Linked DNA regions of Sus scrofa: region 1 is linked to region 2. The links are chromatin contacts, called in public Hi-C maps. All regions are on one chromosome and are shown on one strand. Each heading gives the region's core, a stretch centred on a gene start, on an enhancer-like site or on the middle of the called end of the contact. The rest is flanking DNA. Distances are from core to core; before and after follow the strand shown.

Region 1 (4,812 bases), core at 2,102-4,601, 450 kb before region 2:
AAACATTCTTCATATATGTGTGTGTGTGTGTGTGTATACACATATATATATAATTAATTTTCCATCATGGTCAGGAGATTGGATATAGTTCTCTGTGTTATACAGTTGGAACTTATTGTATATCCATTCTAAATGTAATAGTTTGCATTTATTAACCCCAAACTCCCTGTATGTCCTACTCCCTCCTCCCTCTCCCTTAGAACCAGCTTATATTTTTTTACTGTTATATTTTGCCTTTTTTTAAAAAAAATTATTATAGTTGATTTACAATGTTCTGTCAATTTCTGCTGTACAGAAAAGTGGCCCAGTTATACATATACACACATATATATTATATACATGTGTATGTTTGTACATACACAAACATTCTCCTTCTCACATTATCCTCCATCACGTTCCATCAAGCTTCTATATTCTTTCTTGACTTTAGGATTTCCTCGCCTAAATTGGGACATCATACCTAAGCATGGCAGAGGGAGGCAGGTTAGTGCTTTCAATTTCTATAGCAGACATTTTTTTTAATTCATCCAGAGCCCCCCGACAAACTACTGTGGCCTGGATGTGTAGGAGATTTTTTCCTCTATCATCTAATTACTAAGAGCCTTTCCAAGGTATCAGCCTTAGGCAGGGCTCTCAGTGGAGATCTTAGCCTTCATGCTAATAGTCATGTGGAATAGCCCTATTTGCCTTTGAGTTCCTTCTTCTTGACTCAGATCCCCCTTTCTTTCAGTCGTTGATTTTTTTCCCAGTATTTCTGTGTTTGAAGCAGAGGTTCCCTGATTTCTTGGCCCCTCATGTTCCCAGAAGTTGAATCTCTGTACTTTCTTGTCTTTTAAAAACACTTTCTACATGAAAAGATGTTCAACATCACTCATCATTAGAGAAATGCAAATCAAAACCCCTAGGAGGTACCACCTTACACCAGCCAGAATGGCCATCATCCACAAGTCTACAAACAATAAGTGCTGGACAGGGTGTGGAGAAAAAAGGAACCCTATTACACTGTTGGTGGGATTGTAAATTGGTGCAACCACTGTGGAAAACAGTATGGAGATTCCTCAGAAAACTAAAAATAGAACTACCATTTGATCCAGCAATCCCACTCCTGGGCATCTATCCAGAGAAAACCATGACTCGAAAAGACACATGTACTCCAATGTTCACTGCAGCACTATTTGCAATAGCCAAGACAGGGAAACAACCTAAATGCCCATAGATAGAGGAGTGGATAAAAAAGATGTGGTATATATACACAATGGAATATTACTCAGCCATTAAAAGGAACAAAATACTGGCATTTTTAGCAACATGGATGGACCTAGAAACTATCATGCTAGGTGAAGTCAGCCATACAATGAGACACCAACATCGAATGCTATCACATGTGGAATCTGAAAAAAGGACAGACTGAACTTCTTTGCAGAACAGATACTGACTCACAGACTTTGAAAAACTTATGGTTTCCAAATGAGACAGGTTGGGGGTGGGGGGATGCACTGGGGGTTCGGGATAGAAATGCCATAAAATTAGGTTGTGATGATCATTGTGCAACTATAAATGTAATAAATTCATTGAGTAATATAGAAATAAATAATAAATAAATAAATAAAAACCCTTTCTAGAATAAGCACAAGGTGCTACGAGAACTATATTTTGGGGTGAGGGGGTTGTCTAACGCCAGGTATGGGAGTTAGTGGAAGGCTTCCTATGGGAGAATTCACCTATTTGTGGACCTTAAGACCAAGCACTCATTAGCCTGGCAAAAAAAAAAAAAAAAAAATGTGTGTGGATTTGGGGTGACAGGTTGGAGGAAGAGGTGGGGTGAAGGTTGCAGGCAGAAGATAGCGCCCACGTGAACCTCCAAAGGGGAAAAAACAAACTCATTATCACATTCTGAGAAGCATACGTTCCAAGAACTGCAAGGAGTTTGGTGTGGAAAAATGGAATGAGATATGTAGTTGGTGAGATAAGTAGAGGCCAGTTCATGAATGGCCCAGGTGCCTGGTTAGGACCCTGGACTTTGCAGAGAATAGAGGGGAGATGAAAGTGACCGTCAGGTCACAGAGAATGAAATAATCAGGTTTAAACAAAAAACAAATGTAATAAATGTTGCTTATATAGATAAGTATACATACCTAGTTAGAAAGTGCTAAAACAACTTTGCACACAGGATGAGGATCCCAGAGGGCATTCAAGCACTAACTTTGGTGTTCCACCACGAAGAACCCTAAATCCTTACTGCAGGGTTAGGCAGTGTAGTGGTGCTCGCTCCAGTAGTCCCCACCTCTCAGGAATTTACCCCACCTGCTTTGGTGGAAAACAGACATTTTACAAATACAGACATTTTAGAAAAACACAGGCCTTTCAAGAATGTCTTCCGGAGTTCCCGTCGTGGCGCAGTGGTTAACGAATCCGACTAGGAACCATGAGGTTTCGGGTTCGAGCCCTGCCCTTGCTCAGTGGGTTAAGGATCCAGCGTTGCGGTGAGCTGTGGTGTGGGTCGCAGACGCAGCTCGGATGCAGCATTGCTGTGGCTCTGGTGTAGGCTGGCAGCTACAGCTCAGATTAGACCCCTAGCCTGGGAACCCAAGCGGGAGCGGCCCAAGAAATGGCAAAAAGAAAAGAAAAAAAAAAAAAAGAACGAATGTTTTCCCCCATCACCCTTTTCCTCGTCCCTCCCCACCAGCCCCTAAAACTCTGCCATAATTGTCCCTGGTGTAAGGAAAGAGCTGTGAGCAGCCGCAAAAGCCAGAAAACTAGACTAACCTGGGCCACTGGCCAGGGGGTCTATTTTTAGAACTTGTTCTCATTGCCTGTTTATCTTTCAGACTCAGCCTAATGTCTTCCAGGCGAATGTTAAAGCTATTTGGCTGGCTTGCAGAGGAGAGGAAGAAGGTGATCTAACACTTAAGAGCAGTGGCAATAGGGATAACCATTCCGACAGTGTGTTCTCATAACGTCCTCCCAGTGTACCCTTCTTGGCCTTCGATTCCTGTAAAGCCACTTACACAGGATTTATTCAAGCCCTTCCCAGCCACTTCTACTGGCTGTGGAATTTGGGCAGGTCACAAAGAGAAGATAATAGGTTATGGATTTCATAATCCATCAAGTATGACCAGAGCGCTGCTGTCCCTCCTGACCTCGGTTCCCTGGTGACTAAAATAGGGGTCTAACATCCTAACTGTAAACAGGCATTGGACACTAAAGCGCCCTCTACAGATAAAAATCACTTGGTCGTGATTCTCCTTTGTGTCTGGTTACTCAGGAAAAGGCGACGGTGCTTTCATTTACCGTAAAATCTGGTGAGTTATTTTAATCCATTCAAGCCGTAAAAGAGAAAAGGGCTAGCGTTTTGTCTCGATTTATATTTCCCTCCAGAGGAGAAACTAGGTGGCCCCTGGAATTCCACAGCATCTAAAATGTGCCGCGGGAAAACGCTCCGAAGGCGTGCAGGGAATTAACCCTTTCCGTTCCGCCGGCCGAGACCGACATTTAAGGGCGTCCTCCCCGGACTTGCTGTCCATTAGCCCCAGTTTACTCTGTAGCCAGATCCCATCTCTCCGGATCACCTTCCAGTTCTGCTGTCCGCTCTAGAGTTTCTGGGATGATCGATGGGCAAACTTCCGCTGCAGACCCGGCGTTCATCCCCTCCCTAACCCTCACGGTCCACCTTAAGGAGACTCCGCAGCCGAAAGTAGAGGCGGGTGTTTTGTTCTTATAAGGAGGAAAAGTTTCTTTGACATCCAGGAAATGAGTAACTCTGAAGTCCTTTAGAGCCCCCGCTGATGGAGGCCAGAAGGCGGGAGCCGGCTGGGGTATCACCGCCCGCGTCCCTCTAATTGCCCTGACGCTCCGCGGCAGCAGCCGCCAGACAGCCGATTCCGGGCCCCCGGGACCCGCGCGTGCAGCGGAGGCTCGCGCGGTCCCTCCCGCGCCAGGGAGCGGACACCAAGACTAAACGTAAGTCCCTGGCCTGAAGCCGAGAGGCTCTGCGTCCTCCCCAAGCATCTCGCGTATAGGAAGGAAGGAAGGGGACCAGGCGGAGGCGCGGTGGCGGATTTAAGAGGGGCGCCAGCTCAGCCTCCCAGGTTGGGGCTGACTTGGGAGACCCTGTTAAGGTGCCCGAGAGAATGTGGGGGTGGGCGGCTGTCCTCCCAGGTTCCCTTTCCGTCCTCGCGCCGCGCGGGGTCCTGCGCCCCAGCCTCTCGGCTTTAACCCCTCTCGAGACGCGGAGACCGTGGGTGCTTCCCTGCAGCCACGCGCCGCCGGCAGCTCCTCCTCCCCGCCGCACAGAACCGCCGCGCCGGAAGCGGGACCACGCTGTTGTTTGTGCGGACTCGCTGGTCCGTTACCTTCGACCGTCTGGGCAGATGCTAGGACAAAAAGGCCGAGTCTCCTTACTCTCTAGCCCGCTCCTTTCCCTCCTTCTTTCCCCTTCTGGAAACAGGGAGAGGGTGTGAAGCCTGCTTTTTCTTGGTTTAAATTAGTGAAGCTGTGCTGGGGCCGGATAAAGCCCTCGCTGCTTCCTCTTTCAGGGCTGTTGATGGAGAAGACCCCACGCTGTTCAGAACTTTCTCTAGGAGCTGCAGCTAGTTTCTGCCACCTGGCCCCTAAACCCATCCCGTCCTTTTCCCATTGTCTCCACTTTCCTGGCTGCCTGGTGGAGGGACTCCGAAGCCCCAGGGCTGGACTTCCCATCCAAAAGGCTTCTTCTCTTTAAAACCATAAATGCTACCTCCCAGGAAAGAAAAATATTTTACTGCACCTCTTGGGCACCACACGTTGCCTTTTGCTCCCCTGCCTAATGTGAGA
Region 2 (4,678 bases), core at 470-2,969:
AGAGTATCTAGTTTTTAAGTTTCCTTCCCATCCTCCCTTCTACCTCCCCTTTCCACAGAGACAGGCACCATTACTAGTTTCCTGCGTATCCCTTTGGAGATAATCTGCATATATGAACTAGAAGTGGTTGTAACCTTTTTTTTTTTTTTACACAAGTGGAATCATACTAAATACTGTATCTACTTCGCTTTTTATTGGCCTGTTTTACAAGGTCCTTTCCTAGCCATACATACAGATTTGCACTATATAATAATCTTTTATTATATGTACCACAATAAATTTAAGGGTCTCTCCATTCCTGGATTGTTTAGGTGTTTTTCCAGTCTCGCCATTACCAAGAGGGCTACCGTGAATACTCTTGTGAAGTAACATAATTATTCTTCGTGATTCTGGTAGAACGGATACCAGGTCCCCATGCCAAGCTCCTAAGCGTGACCACTGCTTCTCAGTTTCGTTCTTGAACCTAATTATCTCTTGCTGGCACCAGGCTGTGTGCCCAGTGACCCACAGTTTCATACCTGGAGTTAAGGGATATCATTTCAGGAAACGCCCAGGTGGAGAGGGTCAGGACCGGCCGATTTGTTCTGTGCCACCATTGCTTCTGCACAGTTGTAGCTCCCCAGCTGTCCCCTGACAGCCAGAGTGACCTTCTTCCCATTTAATCATTTAGAAGAGGCTCAGTGCCAACTTGGCCTCCCAGGACTTCTGACCACTCTCTTGGCATATTTAGAAGGAAACTTTGAAGCTTAGCAAAGAGCACATTCTTCCTGTGAACCAGCTCTTCTGTGACAATTAAGGACTCTTTGAGGACTAAAAGCCACCTCCATTCGAGATGTTCTGGGCCAGGGGTCTTTTGGCATGATGATAACATTTTGAAAATGCTTAGAGCAGAAATTTGTGTCTGCCTTGTGCCATGTGTTTAAAAAGAAATGAACATGGCACTCTATCCATTTTGTCTTTGGAAACTTTTTCCATCAATTATGAATTATTCCTTCATGTGGCCCCGGTTGGGGAGGTCAGCATCGTTAAATTGAATTCTGTTTAATAGAGCCTGGGAGACCAGGGATGTGTTACAATGATGGTGAAACCCTAGATCCTTTGGCACTTTCTGTTGTCATACAGATGAAAGCTTAACAAAAAAATCATTGTGATAGTGTTAGAGCTTAGAGGCTGGAGAGGGTGGGTTTGAATGTTTTCCCCCCTGTCTTTTTTTCCATGGTGGCTCTTTTTAGCAAATCCAGAAACATGATAAGCAAGCCTTACAAGGCCATTGTTTCTTTGACAGCTGGACAAATGTTGAGTTTGTTTGGGAATGAAGACTATATATATATTTCAGAGATCCACCCAGTTCCTGACCTGCCGTGAGGAGAGGCCTGCTAGGGCTCAGCCCATTCAGCTAGTCACTGTTTTTGTTTCTGAACAGTTTCAATTTCCTGAATGGGATGAGTCTGTCATTGCTTTTTAGAAAAAGACAAGAAAGACACACATCTCAGGCCAGAAAAGGCTGCTGGCTAGAGGGATGACGGGAGGCTTTCTCCTTGAGACTGTATCTTTAGAACCAGCAGGGAATTTTGTCCCGAGGTCAGCTGAGGCAAGTGGTTTTGGAAAGGAAGCTTTCCATATTGTTTATATTTACCGAGAGGCTTTTCCACTGGGGCCTCCTTGTTCACAGCTGAACTGTGCTTTTCCTCTCCCGGGCCTCACACCCCCTCTTCCTGCTGCTTGGTTTTACTGAACCGGAGCAGGAACTGGGTTTTCTGCATGGTCTGGGGATAACCAAGAGTCATTTTTAACAACAGGAGTGATTGCGTCACAACATTTCTAGTCAGTTTCCGATTTATTTCTATATTGGTACCAGACGTAATAAACCTGACCCTTGGGTTCCTTAGATGAATTGACTAAAGAAGACAGATCTCTTTAGAGTTAGAAACATGAAGTAGTTACGAAGTGTGGTGTCGGGCAGGGGGCTGTATTGGGTTGACCATGCTTTCCCTAAGTAAGAGCAGTTGTGTATAAAATTAAAAGCAGCTTTGACTTGAGCGCCCCCCCCCCCCCAGTGAAAAGATGTGTGACTGAGGATTGCTGGGTGAGGTGTTTATCCTGAACACGCCCTGCTAGCTTTTCTTCCCGTGGGAGTCGTCAGCTATTTCTCAGCCTTGTTCTCCCTTCAGAGAGTGGGTGCTGTCCTAACCTGGAATGTTTGTCAGCTCTCAGTCCCTCATGTCCTCGTGGCCAGGTTCTCCAGCTTGTTCTGTTAAGGAGAAACCTGGACTATTAATTAAAGAAAGAATGTTACACTTTCCTCTTCAGCCAGGAGAGCACATTTGTGAAGCTTCACCAAGATCTACTAGGTGCAAACAATGCCCGTCTGGGAGGCCACTTGTAGAAAGCAAGGATTTCTTCAAGGGTGGATCCTCAACTCTGGGGGCCATCTGGGGGTTCCTTTCCTCTCCCTGTCACTTCAAGGGAACGTCATCAGCAAATCCCAGGCCCGCTTTATGTTTCAGCGTCCCAGGGAGCCTCCTAAGGACCTTTTTCATTAGAGGGGTAGGACTTTACCTTCAAACACTCTTTTGGAAGCCTTGCCACATCTCTTTAGCACTCTGATCTTTTTAATATCTTGACAGATTTCTGTCTCATTAAAAATGGATCTTGAAGTTCCCTTGGGGTTCAGCGGGTTAAGGATCTGGCATCATCACTACTATGGTATGGGTTTGATCCCTGGCCCAGGAACTTCCATATTCTGCATATGTAGCTGGAAAAAAAGAAAAAGATTTTGCACCTTGAAGGACAGTTGTTACTCACCACTTTCTTTGTTTTAGGAATAAATTGAAAACCCTTAATGGAATAGTAAGGATGCTGCCTCTATACGGGGAAATTCTTTCCACTGGTTGCACACATATTTTTCTCAGTCACCCACTGTGTGAGCAGGGAGCAGGCAGTTGAGATGAAGTACAACTTATTTCAAGGTGTGTAAGAATCTTTAAAGTCCTTAGGAAGAAGGTGTATACATGGCCACAATTTTAATAAAAATATATATAGAATTAATGAGACAATATGTATAGAATTTGGGGTTCTATATTAAAAAAAATGAATATTGCCATTTTGATTTTTCCATTTCATATCACTGAATTAAATGAATTCAACAAACAAAAAATCATAACTAAGGTGTGGAACAGTTATCAAGTGTGATTCTGCTACAGCAAACTTCCCAATCCTCATTAAATACCATGCTGCTAGGGCCCGTGAATTGTTTTGACTCAGCAGATAAAAAGCCTGTTGGGTGAATTCATAACCAGTTGGTCTAGGGAGTTGCCCTTAAGTGCTGTAAGATGGGACTTATTTCTTTTCTTCTTCTTTTTTTTTTTTTTTTTCCTACAGGTGGATTTTAAAAATGACACCACCTCCAAGGCAATTCATAGTATATTTAAGAATGCTATAAAGCTGCTACAGGAAAAAGGATTCGTTTTCCAGAAAGATCGTGGTTTTGATAACTTATTCTATGTAAGAGAACTTCAACTTAATTTCTTTCCTTCTTAGTTTCAATTGCAAATATATTCTTTACTTAGGAATACTTATTTACTATTCTTAAAAATAAATCACTAAGGAGGTACATAAAATGAGGTGTTAGGGTCGGCCCTTATCTTTCCCCAGAGTACCACTTTTTTTTTTTTTTTTTTTTTTTTTGGTCTTTCGTCTTTTTAGGACTGCACCCATGGCGTATGGAGGTTCCCAGGCTAGGGGTTGAATTGGAGATGTAACTGCTGCCCTATCCCACAGCCACAGCAACCTGGGTTCCAAGCTGAGTTTGCGACCTACACCACAGCTCATAGCAACACTGGATCCTTAACCCACTGAGAGGGGCCAGGGATCCAACCTGTGTCCTCATGGATACTAGTCAGTTTTGTTAACCACTGAGTCACGACGAGAACTCCAAGATACCACTTTTAACAATACATCCTTCTGCACACATTTAAAGATATGCTCTTGTTACCAGAAAAAAAGTGATCATCCTCTTAAATCAGGATTTCTCAACTTCAACACTATTTACGCCAGATGATTCTTTATTGTGGGGGCTGTCCTTTGCATTGTAGAATGTTTGGCAGCATCTTTAGCCTTCACCCACTAGATACTGGTAGCAGCACCATTTATGGAAACCTAAATGTCTCCAGACATTGCCATGGATCTCCTGGGACAGTTGAGCACCACTGCTCTAGATAATGCTCAGCAATTTTTTTGGGCACCAAAATGACACTCACAGGCATCTTTCTTTATTAGTCCTTATAAATGTACCTCATTCTTTTTCTCATCTTCATAGTATACCATATTATGGGGACTTGCCATACTTTTTTTTTGGCTATACCCACAGCACATGGAAGTTCTTGGGCTAGGGATTGAATCCAAGCTGCAGCTGTGACCTATACCACAGCTGCAGCAATGCCAGATCCCTAACCCACTGCATCACAGGGGGACCTCCATGCCTTACGTTTTTTAATAACTACTTATCTCTGATGGACAAATACCTTGTTTCCAACTTTTGTTTTCACATATAATGTTGCTATGGCTATTTTTTGTTTGTTTTTTGCACAACTGTTTTTGTGGACTTATGTAGATATTTCCGTAATATTGACTCTTTTTTTTTTTTTTTTTTTTTTTTTTTTGTCTTTTTGTGTTTTAT

The links. Hi-C and Micro-C count contacts between places; a contact is called where the count stands out from the background.
Region 1: a Hi-C map of subcutaneous adipose tissue shows a contact between it and region 2, with 2.1 times the contacts expected there. The contact joins the promoter of ITPRIP here to the enhancer-like site in region 2. A contact is called at or near these places in 8 of 47 Hi-C or Micro-C datasets (embryonic fibroblasts, fetal skeletal muscle, heart right ventricle and 4 more) and 1 of 2 datasets of contacts at active chromatin or transcription factors (skeletal muscle).

Annotation. Positions count from the first base shown.
Region 1 is chr14:115,276,082-115,280,893 of Sscrofa11.1, reverse strand. ITPRIP (inositol 1,4,5-trisphosphate receptor-interacting protein) reads left to right here and starts at 3,351. Exons shown (of 5, transcript XR_002338487.1): 1 at 3,351-3,960.
Region 2 is chr14:114,823,607-114,828,284 of Sscrofa11.1, reverse strand. It overlaps STN1 (STN1, CST complex subunit), which reads left to right. Exons shown (of 10, transcript NM_001243685.1): 8 at 3,382-3,504. Among named protein-coding and RNA genes, the nearest start is that of STN1, 25 kb to the left of the region's middle. Within about 2 kb of position 1,719, at least 32 of the 83 cell types and tissues checked have an H3K27ac peak or open chromatin away from gene starts, as enhancers often do. A contact at or near this core is called in fetal skeletal muscle, retroperitoneal adipose tissue, skeletal muscle and 1 more, where this site is marked.